2 separate regions of the Mus musculus genome follow, and region 2 is linked to region 1. A link is a contact called in public ChIA-PET data. All regions are on one chromosome and are shown on one strand. The core of a region is the stretch at or near the end of the contact, and the rest is flanking DNA. Distances in the headings are between cores, read along the strand shown.

Region 1 (2,700 bases), core at 137-2,636:
CATGGTGCTGTGTTGTAGAGCACGGTCAGTTTGCCTTCCCCTACATCATTCTTGACTTCTCTGTCTCTCAAAGCTTGTATGTCTGCTTGGTATCCAGGAAACTGCAGGTAGGGCTGTATTTGCCGTGTTTATAGGTCAGATCACATCAAAGCTGCTACAGGAGCCACCTCTGCTCGCCTGTGTCCTGTGGAGGCCTTCACTAACTGAATAATAGCATGACTGCTAAATAGCAGTCTTGTGCCCACCAATTTGCCTGAGTTCTAACAGGCACTTAGAAGCTGCTTTTGTTAGGCATTGTGTCTGACTACAGCTTGCTCTGCATGGACATGCTAATTACTCAGGGAGTGCCTGTCTCTCTGACCCATCTCTTCCTTCAAGGCTGAAGGCACAAAGTTAGGTCACGTCCTAAACCTCAGTCATTTTGTATTCTGGGACCAGCAAAGTCTCGCAGGATAGCACTTTCCTCTCAAATGACAAGTGTGGTATCCAGACTGGCCTCCTTTGGATGACAGAAGAGCTTGTCAGACTACCTTGCAGGATAAGAGCTGAGAGTGAGGGGGTGGAAGCACACCTGGATCAATACTGCTAACTTATGTGTATCTCTTGACTCTGCCCCACTCCTTCACTGTTTGAGCATAAAGCTCTTCTAAGTACCCTGCAGAGAGTCCTGGAGGTCACTGGACCCCTTTATCTGTCCCTCTTCCAAACACACACTGCTTTTCATTATTATTCATTTCTTTAGTTGATATATTGGGGGTAGCTGAACACACACACACACACACACACACACACACACACACACACACACATGCTTAGTTCCCCAAGACTGTATTTCAGGAAAACAGTTAAGTGGAAAAGCAGTGTAGTGGCCAGTAGAGTAGCTCCACAGAAGCTTAAGAACTCTATCTTCCACAAGAGAAGACCCCCAGGCAAACCTCTTGCCCCATCTTGCCTTACGGACTCTTTAGACTTCTCGGCCTGGCAGTTACTTCTTCCGCCATGTATCTCAACTACGGGCATTCTCATTAGGTCCTGAGAGCTATACCTGATTCTATCACACACACACACACACACACACACACGCACGCACGACTCTTGACTGCATACATGCTCTCTTCTTTGTGAAAGGACTTCACCAACTTGCCCTGCCCACTCTCCTGCAGTCATGATGGCCCTTCCTCTTAGGCTCCTACATTGCTTCTTACACAGTTCTGCTTACTACATTTTGACACGTTGCCTAGTTCAACCACAAATTTCTAGGCTGGTCTCCGCTTCTTTCCAAGGAACTTGGCACTTGAAAACTTTGTGTATAACACGAACAGCGCTCCTAGCGCTGCTGAGAGAATATTTTGGAGTTCTTAACCTCGTTGGGCCTTCAACTTCCTGTGGTCATCTGGCTTGTTTGTACCATGGCCCTGCCCATTCTGGGCTCCGTTGAGAGCAGATTTGTAGGGAAGTGCCCTTTCCTGAATTAGCAGATTTCGGTTAAGTGGCTACAGAGGAAGGTGGAGCTTGGGGAGCTGACCCAGAGTTTTCACTTTTGAGTTTAGTCCAGTATCACTGTGGTCATATTTGGGAGAAGAGCTGAGCCCCCGAGGAAGGTGATCAACTTCTGAATCTCCCAGGTAAGCACTTCCTCTAATTCCTGCAGGCCTCGTCTCAAGCCCTCGGCTTATCCTATGGCTAATGGAGGTTAGCAAGACTGTGCTATGAGTTCTCACTGGTGACGGTGGTGCCCAGCCTCAGGACCGGTCTCTAGAATACCATTCAAAAGCAGCACTTTGGAACCATGTCTGATTCAGATGAGAAAAGTCAAGAAGCTCTTAATTCAAACATGTGTAGACTTTCGACTTGTTTCTGGTGACAGTGGAATGGAGACATGCCCCTCACTGGAAGAAGAGAGAGGTCCAAATGTATGAACCTAGAGTTTAAATCCTAGGGTTCCTTGCAGGAAACCTCATCGTCTGGCACGTGCGGAGTAAATGTTGAGTGTGCGAGCAGGTAAGTATGTGAATGATTGTGTTAGCTGGGCCTTGAACGAAGATAGTTGCGTCAGTTACCTTATTTTATCCTTTAACAGACTACTGGAATGTATGTTCTCTTCTGACAGATTGGAAACTAAGTGGTGATACACACACACACACACACACACACACACACACACACACATATAATTTAGGGGAGAGTTGTCAGAAACAAATTTCTTGCTTTACCAAATCTACTGCCTCCTTTTGAGACAGGGTCTCACTATGTGGCCCAGGTTGTCCTCAAACTCCTGATACTCCTGCCTCAGTCAACCAAGTGCTATGTTTACAGGCACGAGCACCAGGTCTAAATTTGCCCAACCCTGTCCCGGAATTGAAGTGCAGAGGTGACTCAGACATCACAAGGTTATGAGGCTAGCCCTTCAGAAATGGGGACCAACTTAAGTGAAAACTAAAAAGCAGATGACAGGGAGTCAGCATGTGTGGAGTTCAGAAGCTCAAGGAGTAGCAAGAGGAAGCTTGGGGTGAGGGCAAATGAGGATCCTGCAGTAGTACCACAGAGTTTGGCTCCATCTGTGGGAGGAGCCATGACAGCGTGAGCCGGGCTAGATTCAACCTGCGGAAGCAGAAATATCAGGAGACTCCTGGAATAGTCAGTAGTTGTGGGGACAAGAAAGAGAGGACAGGCATTAAAGTTCTTTCTCAGAGCCCCAGC
Region 2 (2,700 bases), core at 130-2,629, 690 kb before region 1:
TCTCTGTACAGCCCCGGCTGTCCTGGAACTCACTTTGTAGACCAGGCTGGCCTCGAACTCAGAAATCCGACTGCCTCTGCCTCCCAAATGCTGGGATTAAAGGTGTGCACCACCACTGCCCCACTTACATCTTCATTTTAAAGGCTAGTGATTAAATAGATTGAAAATTTCAATTTTTGGCTGTGAGATCTGACAGACACTGGCTTCCATCTCAGGCCCTCATCTATGGCTGCATAATATTGAAAGAGGATTTAGGTCCTGAGTCTCAGTTCCAGGTTGGGCATCCCTAAATGGAAACAGCCCTAGGCAGGCAGGAGGATTGGGGGGAGGGGGGGTCGGTCTGAGCTGTCTCAAAACAAAGGACAATAGCAACAAAAAATGTTTGATGTAAATCAGGCAGTGGTGGAATTTAATCCCAGCACTCGGGAGGCAGAGACAAGCAGATCTCTTGATCTCTGGCCTACAGAGTAATTTCTAGGACAGCCAGGTTCCAGAGAGAAACATTGTCTCAAAAAAATACTAACTAATCAACTAAAAATAAATAAATGAATCCAAAAGAAAAGAAAGAAAGAAATGGTCTTTTAATAGGAGTGGATAAAAGAGCCATGAACTAAGAAGGCCTCTCTCTGCTCCCCACTCTAGCACAGAGTGGCTCCTTTACCCACTTAAAGGGGTCCCCACATAAACACGGGCCCCAGGAATCTGATGTTGGTTTTTGGTGTTTTCTTCAGACAGATCCCAACTAATCTAGAGTGGCCACTTTCAAACAGTGGCCCAGCAAGAGCGAACTCCAGCGTGAACTTTGAAGTCGGAGAGACCTCAGGCTCTGATATTACTACTAAGTGCGAACAGGCAAATAGCTTATTCCCTCCGAGCCTCCTCGTCTCCAGCCTGTGAAATGAAGGTATTAACGGAAGCAGTCTCCCGCGGCGGCTGGAAGGACTGGAGGAGATCTGAGCTCTGGGATTCTAATCAGGACACAACAAAAGTCAGGTGTCTGCGTTTGACGGCTGATCATAAAGTGCGCATCGCAGAGGGTATCGGGCCAGGCCCGCCGAGGGGCCTGGGCAGGCTCGGCCTCCGCCGCCCAGCACCCCCACCGCCACGCACCGTCCCGCACCGCCCGCGGGTGGCAGCGCGTCGCCCCACGCAGCCGCCTTCGCCGGACCCCGATCCGCACTCACCCTCCAGGCCGTGGGCCGGAAGGCCCAGCACCCACAGCAGGACTTGCCACCAGCAGAGGAGTTGCATGGCGCGCGACAGGGAGCCGCGGCGACAGCCACCGCGGTGGAAGAAAATCGGCGCACCGGCAACCGGAGTCGCACCCCCCGCCCCAGGGAGACTACGGGGAGGAGAGCCCAGAGCGCAGGCGTGGCCGCGGGCCGCCATCTTGACTCCTGGCCGACGCTGCAGACGCCATCTTGGAGTCGGGCGGTCGGCCTCTAGCCAGGCCTGTGCGACCTGTACTGGAAGCCGCTTTTGGGGAACAAGTATCAAAGTAGGATTCGAGCAGCCATCAATAGCCATTCCCATGAGAACTCCTCGCTGCTTGCGACACGTACTGAACCTGTGTGCGGAGTTAATACCTTTCATTTCAAGAGACAAAAAGGCCAAGAAACTTGTGCACAATGGAGGAGGGACAGAACCTTGGGAAATCACAGATAGTCTGATGTATTACTTCAGCATGTTGCACTAGCTTGTGTTGCCAGACAGAGGATAGATCCAGTTAAATTTGAACTTCGCGGGCTGGTGAGATGGCTCAGTGGGTAAGAGCACCCGACTGCTCTTCCGAAGGTCCGAAGACTGAAGTTTTAAAAAAAAAAAAAAAATTTGAACTTCGCATAACTGCTGTATGTGTGTATGTAACTGTCTATCCTATAATTTGCTACTTCTGGCAAATTGGTTGGTTGGTTTTAACACTGGGACTCCTAAGATAATGACACTTAGGGGGGCTGGAGAGATGGCTCAGCAGTTAAGAGCAATGACTGCTCTTCAAGAGGTCCTGAATTCAAATCCCAGCAACCACATGGTGGCTCACAACCATCCATAATGAGATCTGATGCCCTCTTCTGGCAGGAGAATTACTGTGGGTTCCAAGCCAGTCTGGGCTACATCATGAATTCCAGAACTGGCCTGGGCTTCAGAATGAGACCTTGTCTCAAAAATGAGAGGTGGGAAAAGGAAGGAGAAAAGAGTGGAGGGGAAGGGAGTTGAAGAGATGAGAGCAGAAAGGGGGAGGGGAGAGGGGAAGATAACTTTGAGATTAAGAGTACATACTGCTCTCGAAGAAGGCCAAGGGTTATGAACCAAAGGTCTTGGCAATCTGAGTCAAGACGCTGTAATACTTAGTAACTTAGTAGCTGGGTACTAGTCCACTGTCACTCAAACTCCAAAGCATGTGCCTCTAACCTGAGTACTTAAGTCCTGTAAGTGTCTGGCATTTAAAGCTCAGAGCCTGAGCCTGGAGGAGTGACTCACTCATTAAGAACACAGGACCAGGGTTTGATCTCCAGCACCCACATGGCAGCTCACAGCCTTCTTCACCTCCAGCTCCTAGGATCCAGTACTGCCTCCATCAGTACCATACTGTGCACACATATATACAAGCAAGCAAAGCACCCAGAAACATAAAATGTAAATAATTTTTATTTAAATAAAAAATTTTAATAAAAGTTTAATTTTTACTACAATCTTGACAAA

The links. ChIA-PET counts read pairs in DNA pulled down with a chosen protein or histone mark.
Region 2: an RNA polymerase II ChIA-PET map of memory CD8 T cells shows a contact between it and region 1, with 8 read pairs. The contact joins the promoter of Txndc15 here to the promoter of Hk3 in region 1. A contact is called at or near these places in 1 of 39 promoter capture datasets (neutrophils), 1 of 115 datasets of contacts at active chromatin or transcription factors (memory CD8 T cells) and 1 of 9 other capture datasets (liver).

The regions. Positions count from the first base shown.
Region 1 is chr13:55,020,071-55,022,770 of GRCm38.p6, reverse strand. It overlaps Hk3 (hexokinase 3), which reads left to right and starts at 1,386. Exons shown (of 19, transcript NM_001033245.4): 1 at 1,386-1,625.
Region 2 is chr13:55,713,329-55,716,028 of GRCm38.p6, reverse strand. It overlaps Txndc15 (thioredoxin domain containing 15), which reads right to left and starts at 1,379. Exons shown (of 5, transcript NM_175150.3): 1 at 1,185-1,379. The coding sequence starts at 1,251.